Linked DNA regions of Zea mays: region 1 is linked to region 2. The links are chromatin contacts, called in public Hi-C maps. All regions are on one chromosome and are shown on one strand. The core of a region is the stretch at or near the end of the contact, and the rest is flanking DNA. Distances in the headings are between cores, read along the strand shown. Region 1 holds the start of LOC109943665 (protein FAR1-RELATED SEQUENCE 5-like). Region 2 has its middle 11 kb from the start of LOC111274019.

Region 1 (5,502 bases), core at 2,239-4,738, 450 kb before region 2:
CAATTTTATTTGATCTTGTAGTATGTTTCACCACCCAATCATGTTCCTCACCCTCTGTATCACGGTCTATTCGGTATGCAGTTGCATATTTTACTGTCTCCTGAAACCTTGTCATCACAGCTCTAGTGTATGCCCTTGCTACTCTTATTTCAAACATATACAATGTAGTTGTATCCTTTTGACCCTGCAAATTACACAATATAGTATTAATACTGTTTTGGTTTTAATAGCATAAAACATATGTTTTATTAATTTTTTTCACTTACCATGCATCCTAGTGCCTCTTTGGCCTCTTTCATCTTCCTACTATGCAGTAGCTTCATCATTTGCTTTGCAAATTGATGAAGCGGTGTGCTTGCATCCACGTGGGCACTCTTCACCAACTTGTTCATGCTCTCGCTTCGTTGTGTAGAGACCATAAGACCACAATAATCTCCTTTGAAAAATGCAGGTACCCAATCTTTGCGTATGTCATATAATCTGGCAAGGGTGTTGTTCTCGTGTAGGTGGAAATCATCAAGCATCATTTGCCAGGCTGCCTCGAACTCCTTTTCATTCAATGGATGATGTATTATAGATTGGAACCTTGTTTTGAAATCCATGTCCTCAAATCTTGCATATAATTCATTCAAGTGGGGCATATACCTGTTTTGCACATGCCACAAACACAATCGATGTATTGTGTTTGGGAATACTCTGCCAAGTGCAATTGGCATGGCAGGGTCTTGATCTGAAATTTATAAATTTACATAACATAATGCAAGACAATATGATATAATATAGTACATGACATAATAATTACGAGCCATTTTATTACAACATACCTGTCAGCATCACTCGTGGTCCGTCACATCCCATGCATGTTTTGAACGTATTGAATACCCACTCGAATGTATCAACTGTCTCGTCTCCTAGTAAAGCAAACCCAAATATTGTGCATTGTAGGTGGTGGTTCGAACCAACAAACATGCCTAATGGCTTATCATACATATTAGTCTTATGTGTAGTATCAAAAGTAACTGCATCACCAAAATCAATGTACTCGGCTTGCTGGCTAGCATGGGACCAAAATATGCTTAAAATTTTCCCTTCTTTGTCCAGTTGAAAGTCTGAAAAAACTGTGGATTATCTTTCTTGCATAATGAAAAAAAAGATAACAGTTTTGACACATCATTTGCATTTCTCTCCCTTTGCCATGCTTTTTTCCTGTCAAAAAATGTAATGATTATGCACTATATCTAACTCAACACATTACGATTGTTTATGTAATATAAAATACAATTATTGTCAATGCATAATACACTTACAGGTTACTCATGTCCTGCACGGTTATTGGAACGTTTTCTGGGCCACCATGCATTTCAGTAACAAAATCCATTATGCAATGTGGTGGAATCCTGCTTTCTTGCATCACACTAAGGAACTCCATATATTCACGATCATGTGTTTTGTTGCATTGCAATTGCCCTTTTTCTGTATCTTTCTTCAAAAATTCATGATTATGCTCATAGTTTACCAGATCAATCCGAACAGAAATAACATTCTCTTTAGCATCATCGTAGATTTTTTTGAGTTTCATCCCAGCCTTGCACTGTGTTCGTTTCGAACATGTGTTACGTATCCTTGGATTTGCAGCTACCCTTTCAGCATTCTTTCCTTCCATTGAACAGTTCAACCATTTACAATTCTTCCGCTCCCTATATTTCTTCAACGGAAATCCTACCTCGTATGCATATTGACTATAAAAATTATACGCCTCATCCACGTTACTAAATGTCATACCGACTTTAGGTATCAATCTTATATCAATATTGTCCGGCTGCGCACAGAAATTTAACATTTACGATTCAATATCGAATAAATTTAACGTAATACGGGAGAACTTACATGGCTTTGAAGAATATGCGGTGTGTCCTGTTCATGTGGCCCAATATGTCTCATGGGGATGTGCTTCTCTGCGCCGACCACGTCTGCTGTTTTTGTGTGCTCTTCGATATGTCCAGGTGCCCTCAATGCCGCCGGAGGAGTCACAGATACACCCTCTGTGTATGGGGCGATTGCAGACAAAACAGGTTGCATGTCCATTGAAACAGACGTACCTACTGCCTCATGCGCAGATGTTACAGGGAGGATGCCATCGCCAGCGCCGGTGGTGGACATATTCTTCGCCGGCCGGACCTCTCACTTCCGCCGCAGGTAACCGCCGCCAATAATTCAGATGGACGAGCGAACGTGGACGCGGCTGTAAAGTTGTTTTAGTTTCCTGCCGTAACTGCGCCTTTATTTTCGCGCACGAAAATCACGTCTTGCCTTATTCCAAAACCTGCCGTGAACGTCTTGCATGGTTTACGCTATTATGTCTCACAACGTTATGCAGTCGTAAACGTCTATCACATGCAGATATTCGTGCGCGCGATTCCTGGCATGCAAAGATTCCATTTATGCATGAGTTACGCACATTTGTACACAAATTTATGCTTGCGTAATTGCATGTCGCGTGTAAGCCGGGATACGTGGTTATCCTTTGCATAAATGGCGCAGGCTGGCGTCCAGTGGGCCTAAAGCGACCCGTTCGGTCTCCCTGGCTGGGGCTTCGCCCACTAATGGAAGCCCAGGGCTTCCATTACCTCTTCCCTATATATAGATATATATATATATATCTGGCATAAACAAGTTTTGCTACTCTTAGCTGTCAAGAGTGTTTTCACAAATGAAATAGTACCAATTTCTAAGTTTTTGGGGTCTTTAAACCCATCACTATTCTAAAAATACCTTTCATTGGGACTTAACTGAATTGGATTTTCCTTCCCTTTTTTCTTAATTTTCGGTAAGTGATTAAGTGGTACAATATGAGCTATCACATTTGTTAATTCACTATTCCCTGCCATCACCTCCTCCATTATCTCACCACACTCCCCGCTCCTTTTTTCATTTTCCGTGTAGTGAGACAGCTAGGTCCGGTCCTGCACAACTCTTGTCTATAAGTATGAGAAATCGTGGGAGGCCAAACTATTTTTTACTCACAATAGCTATTTAGCAACTTGCTAAACATAAATTTAGGGAGCTTTTTTCTAGATAACTATTGGTCAGGCATACCTTTTCGGTCTTAAAATACTTAATCTTACAGAATTCGTCTTATGTTCTAAAATATTTAACACTCATTTTTAATACATACTCCCTCCGTTTCTTTTTATTAGTCGCTGGATAGTGCAATTTTGCACTATCCAGCGACTAATAAAAAGAAACGGAGGGAGTATATATCTTTATTTCTCAGTTTCTTATGTTCTATGTACTATATATATATTTAATTCCCCTTGATTGTCATGAGCAAACATAAGATATTAACTATTTCTGAAACAGAGAGGACGGGCGGCATCTCGCTCGTTGGCAAGGATTTGTAGAGGACATTACCGTTATGCATGCGTCTGCCTCGCCGCATCGGTCGATTGCAGTGCAGGCAGGTTCCCTCGTTTTATGAGCCTGGTACTGGTAGGAGCGCTTCCGCTATCTGTACGATGGACCAAGACACGCGCAATACCTACTACCAGTACTATGTGTGAGTGTGACCTTTTTTTAATGCAAGTTATTAGCCCTTTTTCGTAGGATCGTGACACAAACCTTCTCTTTGTTTTAGCCTAATTGCCAATATGTACTCTGTAAAAAAGCATGAAAAATGTACAGGTATAGTACAAAGATGAACAACAATCACCGAATAGCATGTTTTCCATGGGCCGCCAGAGTGGAGACTGGAGCGCTGCGCCTTTTATGATACGCACGTGCCGAAAACAGCATGTGGCACGGGGACGCTGTGACAGTGAGCGTGGCATAGGTAGCCCAGCCCCACCCCAGCCATGACCCGTCCAGCCGGCTTGTCTGACCGTTGAGTGGAATTCCATCCCTGTCAGGAGAGGTGGCCCACGCGCAGCGGTTGGTAGTGGGGGAAACGAGAGCCGGCGGGCCCAGGCCAGGCCCCAGCGCTGGGGAAGCGACAAGTGAAGGAGGAGGAAACGAACCCATCTTCACGTGTTTAGCGAGCCTGGCAGCGTGCGAGCTCCGCTTTGCTTTCCTGTGTTTAATAGTATAATAATAATAATACGTGTAGTATATTTATTTATTTATCTATCCAAATCGTGTGAGCGCAAAACAGATGCGTGCGGCTTGTATTGTCCCTATTTGTTAATAACGTGGATGAGAACGTGATTCAGCGGCGATCTAGAGGTCATTGCGACGCTAATATAGAACGGGGGGGCGGTGGGCCCGGTGGCCGCCGGGTCCTTGTCGCGGCCCACGATTAGTCTAATCTGCTCGCGCAACTTGGACGCGCCGCGACGCGCACTCATCGCGCACCTTCGGATTGGATGCCATGCCGCGCAACAAACGCTACGGCCACCACCGCGGGAGTACGCGTAGCACTTAGCAGGCAGGAGGAGATAGGTTTGAACCGCGTTTTTTTTACGGGGCACTGAGGTGTGGGGGTGGGGGAGGGGCGTTGGAGTGGAGTGGAGCACGTTTTGCTCGCGTGGTGGGCCGTCCGAGTGCAATGTTTTTGAGCCTCACCCGCGTTGTCGTCACGTGGTGGCGGGTCCTGCTGCATGTGATGCGAATGCCACAACACATCCATCCGCACCCCTCCCACTGCGCCGCCTGCGCGCGGCAGCACGCGTTCCTCCTGCTTTCCTCCCCCTCCCCCACCCCCATCATGCATTGCAGGCGCAGGCGCGCCGGCCCCTTTTCTTTATTTTTCACCTTCTCTCTTTCAGATTCACAATTCACCACGCAGACGCAGACGCAGTCGCAGGCCTCGTCATGGGATTCTTTTCTATTCCTGTTGCCAGTGAGTCACTGTTTATTTGGATCTTTACGCAAAGGCCCCGCAGGTATTTGCATATTCGGAGCCAGCCACAGCCAGTACTACCACTGTACTAGCAGGCTAGCAGCGAGTGGAAATTAAAGCCAAGAAGACGTGGGACGCGAGGTTGGCCCGGCCCGCGGCTGCATGCACACGTCCATGTCGCCACGTGATTCTCGTTCAGCAATCGATCTACCCCTTCAATTCCAGTGCTCACTGTCGTCTGCTGCGCTGGTCGGGCTGGTGGTACCCGTGTCCCGTCATCTTTTGTTTACCCGCGTCCCTCCCATCTCCCATGCGCGCGTACATCCAGCGTCGTCTCCCTTCCCTTGCTAGTAGTAGTATTTGTTTTGTGTCCGAGAGTGCATGTGGATCTTGAGACGCCTGCGCCACAGGAAGAAAATGTGCCTCGGCCGGCACTCGGCTTGCCCGACGGTTAGCTTAGCCAGGAATGACGGCTCTGCTAGCTGCTTGCTCCACGTCTCCACTCCATGCAGATGGACCGCTCCGGTCTATGGAACATCGTATGTCATCTCGGTTACATAAAAAATCTAACTTTTTAGATTACATTCTAGATTTTTTTTTTAAAAAAATCACCCATATACTTGCCGAGCTCGCCACGCGCATCCCAGCCTCCCGCATGAGGAGGTGCT
Region 2 (5,890 bases), core at 1,236-3,735:
ATCACTGAAGGTATCCTCGGACGACGGATCGGCCGATGACGCACTCGCAGCAGATGAGGAAGAAGACATTGCTATGTACCATCGACGGCGGCATGCAGTCTGCTTGACGCGGGCCAGATTTCTGAAGTGGGAGAGCAAGGAGGGCAGGCGAGCAGTTTGCAAAAATTAGGGTTTTTATGCTGCACGCAAGGGTAAGAAACAGTCCCGGCCACGACCGCCTTTTTATAGGCAGGACGCGGCGCTTCGGGAAACACGCAATCCAACAGTAACACGTCCATCAACGGTCACATTTCAAAAACCCCCACGGGACCACTTCGAGCGAGGGCAGCGTCTCCACCATCTAGCGGCGTCTTCGGCACCAGATGACTTAGTCGAACTGGTCCCTCGGAGGGCAAATGTTGGGGCAAAGGCGAACACGCTACCCTTCGCTCGATGCCTTCGTCGGCTCGTCACCCCAACGAGGACTTATCCGCAGAGCACGCCCGAGCGAGTCGAAGGCGTCTATTGGATGAAGACCGACGCGGGCTCCCTTCGTCCTCTCCGTTGCAAGACGAAGGTTTCTGTCGAAGTCTACAAGTCTCACGTCCTCACCGCACCAGGAGGCCCATGCGGGTTTCAGCCCATTGTAACGGGCCCCGCGCGGATAAGCGTATTACGGGTCGCGTCTGTAATAGCCTTTACTGTAATGACTGTCTGTAACCTCCTCTCGTGAGAATATTCTGGGGATAAACCAGGTACTCGAGGGTGTAAACGTCTTTTGCAAGGGACGGGTGGTCACTCGAGTGCCTATAAATACCCCGTACAGTGCTCTTGTAAGGCCAGATTAACAGAGCTATTGCCATCCCGCGACAAACTTTACTAGTACTGTTTCCGCTTTCGCGTTGGATCTACTTACCCAGAGGAGCAAGTTCCAACAATATTATTACGTGTTTTATAAATTTATTAGCTAAAAATTATGATGCCATCTTAATGGGATTATATACGTGTCTATATGCTTTTTTCTATAGTCACTCGTTTATTATAATAGTATTTCTATGTATATATTTATTGCACATATTTTAACAAAAGACACTAGTCTCTCTATTATTTAGTGTGCACGGTAGACCGAATAGACTAAACCGAAAATTGTCGGTCTATTTGGGTTCGATTACTAATATTATTTTTTTAACATCCGGTCCCTATTTTTTAGAATACAAAGTTTTAAAAACACGAATAGACCGAACCGAATTATCCGAATAGACCTAATGACGCCTAAGTGGGAAGAGCAGGAACGTCAATGATTAGATTATCATTGGAAGGCGGATCCGCGGATGAGCATCTGTGAACGGTCGATAGGATACACATACGAAGGAGGAGATGGATATGGAAACAAGAGGTAATGTGGAACGAGGAAATAGGGACATGAGGAAATATCTTCTGGACGGCGATGTGCAGAGGAGTATTTAGTTATATATAGTGCGCCTTTTGCCCTTTTATAATAGACTGGTACCTATATATATATATATATATATATATATATATATATATATATAGAGAGAGAGAGAGAGAGAGAGGGAATATAAGATCTTACCTTCTCATTAACGACTAGCATGCCTTATCTTTCATTTTGTACTCGTGATCTTTAACCATTAAAAGTCATCCAAGAAACACATATAATATTTTTCCCCGTGTGTGGATAAACTGCTAATTCTAACGGATTATCCACGTTAATTCGAGGCGAGTAGGTAAGGATGATGTTTTGGCAAGGAGATGAAAGTGTTTTAACTACACATCGCACTCGTGACGTCAACTGTGTGCTGATAATGGAAGCTGGGGCAGTTGGACTTCCCTCGCGTCAAGAAAAGAACAGGCATAAGGAGAATATATAAGTGAGCAGAGCCTGCGACCTTCTAAATTGCAGTTTTGTCGTGGCTCAAAAATCAGTTTAACTCCCACCATTTTTTCAGACATCCATTTGTCTCGTAGATGATGCCTATACATCGTCAATGAAGAGCGATCCATGCGGCAAACCTTGGGTTCTTTCTTGGAAAAATTCTCTTTGTGCCATCGCTCGTGTGCAGCAAACCGTCCACTGATGGATGGCAAGGAACCATCATCAATCAACGGAGCACAGAAGACCGCCTGGAGGCGTGCGCAAGGCGCAACGCAAAGACTAGAGGCGAGTGCACAGCGGCAGCGCAGAAAGCCAGAAAGGTTTCAGGTCTGTGTGCATGCTTGCTTTGGGGGCCTACTCCACGTGAGCAGGCCCGACGCTCCGGCATCCCGTCGCTCGCTCGTCAGTCCGCTAGCCACTCCCGTGGTCCACACGTGCGGTTGGGCCGTCAACGTGTCGTTCTCCCGGCACTGCGGCGGGATGCTCGGGACCGCGTCGTTAAAAAATCATCCAAGCCGCCGCCGGAGCCGCCTGGCCCACCGTCACACCATCGGCCTCGGCCATTCCCTTCTCTTCTCTCTCCACGTTTGGAAATGGGAAGCTGAGCATGCCCCGCGGCCGTCCAGATTCCACTCCGTGGCAAGCGCTGCGTACTCCCCACGGCCGACGTGCGGGCTGTGTCAGGGTGACGCCAGCCGGTGCGTCGAGGACCTCGAGGTGAGGTGCACGCGTGACAGGGTTCGCAGTCGCGGCTGCGGCGGTGGGGTCGGCGCTGGCTCGAAACGTGTCTCCCGCTCCCGGTGTTGTGTGTTTGCTTTGGGGCCTGAGTTGGAAAGGATATTTCCACTTATACGTAGGCAGTAGGAGAGTAGAGTAGAAACAGGACTCCGCCGCAGCACCCTTTTTTATATCGGATTTTTAACCAAAATTCTACGTTTAAGAAATCTTACCGGTCAGCGCGGATAACTATGGCGGCTGTTACAATATGTGTGTTCAATTACCTCCATTGGGTGCGACAGTTTCTCCCTAAGGGACGCACCCCTTAGAGAGGCACTAGTTCGCTTGTATATAAAAACTGTCTTCCCTGCAATAAACACGATAGTGATTGTCTCTGCCATTTGTCTCAATCTCGTTACCACTGAGTTCTAACACGTTATCAGCACCCGCTCTCAACCGAGTGTGGAAAGGCCATGGCGCAAAAATCGACGAAGTTGTTGTCTACACCGACGACAATAATCAGAAGAAGTAACCGTCAACGCCAGCCCCGGCCAAGACGGGCGCCGCGCAGGAAACGGCTGCACACGCCAATTGATCTGACGGAGTAGTAGAATGCACAAAGCAAAAAGCAAAGGAAAAGCATAGGTACGTAAGGTGACTAGCCTTCGCTATGCAAGATTGACAGGATGTGATCCAACCGGATCGGCCTACTCCCTCCCAACCAGAGCGGCGCCTTGCTGTCCGCTTGCAGGAGACTCTGCTGCTTGTGGCCGCACCATGGCGGATCCCGCGCCGGCGCGGTCTGCAGCCCGGCCGATGTGGACTGGAGCGCGACACCTCTCGCGACTTGCGTATGGCTGTCTCAGAAATGGCGGCGCTCCAATCCGTGCACTCACGCACAGATCCGGTGAGGGGTAGCCACCACACGGGTGGGCAAGCCGCGCACCAGCGCGGGTGGGCGAGCCCCGGCGGCGAACAGCCTCGCGCCAGCATGGGCGGGCAAGTCGCGCACACGCGCGCATGGGCCAACCCGGCCATGGGGCGTCATCCACGGCGCGGCCTTGCGCGGGCGCAGACAGCCTCGGCCACGGGCGAGACCGGCGCGGCTCCGTCGGCACGAGCAAGCGCTCATAGGCAGGCGCTCACAGGCGTGCGCTCGGACATGGGCGTGCCCGCCGTGGACCCGTTGGCGCGAGGAGCCGCTCCTAGGTGCACGCTCGGTCACGGGGGAGCCCGGTGCGGCCCCGTCGGTGCATGGGCAACTCCGGCCACGCGTGACCATGGCCCCGGCAGCCCCGGCGGCGGGCGCGGGCGTGGTTCAGCCCCGGCCTCGCGCGGCCAGTGGGCGCGGGCGCAGTCCGGCCTCGGCCACTGCGCGGCCTCGCACGGGACTCAGCCCCCAGCAGCCGAGCGCTCTGGCCTCGGCGCGGGCCAGCCCCGGCCAAGACGCGGCCTCGCGCAGCCGAGCGCTCCGGCCCTGGCGCGCGGGGAAGTCGGCCACGCACGGCCACCAACGTGAAGGGGCGCGTCCAGGCGATGGGAACCCGGCCAGTGGCTCCCTGGCGGCGCCGGCTGCTGATGGAAGTGAGTAGACCGGTTAGGAAACCCTAACCGCTGACTTAGCCGCCGGTGGGCCGACCTGGCCACTGAGCCGCTGATGGTAGCCGCCTGGGCCTCTTTTGGTTGGCCGCCTAGGCTGTTTAGTGTTTCATTTTTTTCTCTACAGTTTCTAGTACAAGATCTTGTGATTGTTGAGTTACTGTTTTAATTATTGTTAGAGCGTCTAAATTTAAATATTTAGACTACTAATGATATATGTAACTGTGATATTTGTATTTTTTTATTATTAAAAAAATACAGAATTGATAGTGAATTATATTTTATTTACATTTATAATTCACATATTTTCGACTTGCTTTTGTTTTTTGCATTCTTTTATGTTTGCATGAAAAACATAGCACATTAATTAAGTCGAAACTTAACGGTCCTCATGCAACATAAGATTGCATTTTTTGGGAAAAGCATAGGGTGATGGAGTCCTAAGCACTGGCTGCACTAAATTCTTTATAGAATTTAGTAGCCCAGAGACCGTGCTTTAGGCCGCATTTGAAATGCCTATCACTATGAGGTCTACATCTTTCGAGATGATTACCTATACGTGCTACCCAAAAAAATCACGGACCAAGCAGGCGTCGCGGGCTATGGAGCTAGGCTGGACGCTGCAGTCATGCTGACTGCTAAAAGAATTCTTTTAATTAAGTTCTACTTAATTAAACGATGAATTCTTGCAAAATATGACACATATCTTGAACTTGGGATATTTCAACACATGATGGAGATCTAGGCTTTGGCTGCAATAAATTCTTGGAATTTATTTGCCCTGAGACCAAGCTTTTAGACAGCAAAATGTTATTTGCCCATCAGTAAGAGGTCTACATCATATGGTTATGATGATTACCTATGTGTTCTCTCAAGTAGATATGTTGGAGATGTGATGTTGGTTATTCACTTTTATGGTGATTTCCATTTTATTTTTGAAATATTGGTCAAGCACAGGGTAGTGGAGTCCTAAGCATTGGCTGCGGTATGTTCTTTGAATATATCAGCCCAGAGACCATGCTTTCAGGCAGCAAAAGTTTTGCCCACTACTGAGAGATCTACTCCATTGTTTCATTACATGGAGATTACCTACGTTGTGTACACCAATTTTCAAAAATCTTTTGGTACACTTTATGTGATACCTAGAGTTCTCCAGCATATAAATATATGATATATTTTGCGGCATATTACAACATCAGAAAATGGTTAATCCATTTGGAGGATAATTATTTAATAGAATTTGATGAACTCGTCTACTGGACTTAATTATCCTCAATGTTCATTAGATATCAAGATCATTTTTGCATGATATGGGAATTCACCTCTTCAATTTGGAGGAAATGAGATACTCTCTTTCTCTTATGGTTCTTATGAAAAGAACTTATGTGCTTTTGTGGCTTGATGTGCAAGCGCAAAATGAATAGCAAAGAAAATCATAAGTCTTGTAGACTTATGAGTATGTGTCTACATTATGTTGTAGACTAACACTTTGTATTCATATATTTTGCTTGAAAGCAAATATATAAGCACATTAAAAAGGGAAGAGAAATGAGTATGACAAACTCTTTTGTCATTACACTATATGTGATATAGTGTTGTACGCACAGGCATCTTATATATGAAATCCCAATAGATGCATACTACTCATGAAAGCTAAGATATGAAGTGTACTTCAATCTTCCATCTGACATGATAAAAGTG

The links. A called contact is a pair of places that touch in the nucleus more often than the background predicts.
Region 1: a contact with region 2 is called in a Hi-C map of leaf mesophyll, with 5 times the contacts expected there. The contact joins two enhancer-like sites. A contact is called at or near these places in 3 of 25 Hi-C or Micro-C datasets (bundle sheath, leaf mesophyll and tassel).

The regions. Positions count from the first base shown.
Region 1 is chr1:99,812,918-99,818,419 of Zm-B73-REFERENCE-NAM-5.0, forward strand. It overlaps LOC109943665 (protein FAR1-RELATED SEQUENCE 5-like), which reads right to left and starts at 530. Exons shown (of 6, transcript XM_020547161.2): 1 at 267-530; 2 at 1-184. The coding sequence starts at 527. Within about 2 kb of position 3,489, at least 19 of the 20 cell types and tissues checked have an H3K27ac peak or open chromatin away from gene starts, as enhancers often do. A contact at or near this core is called in bundle sheath, leaf mesophyll and tassel, where this site is marked.
Region 2 is chr1:100,259,051-100,264,940 of Zm-B73-REFERENCE-NAM-5.0, forward strand. No RefSeq gene overlaps it. Among protein-coding and RNA genes, the nearest start is that of LOC111274019, 11 kb to the right of the region's middle. Within about 2 kb of position 2,486, at least 18 of the 20 cell types and tissues checked have an H3K27ac peak or open chromatin away from gene starts, as enhancers often do. A contact at or near this core is called in bundle sheath, leaf mesophyll and tassel, where this site is marked.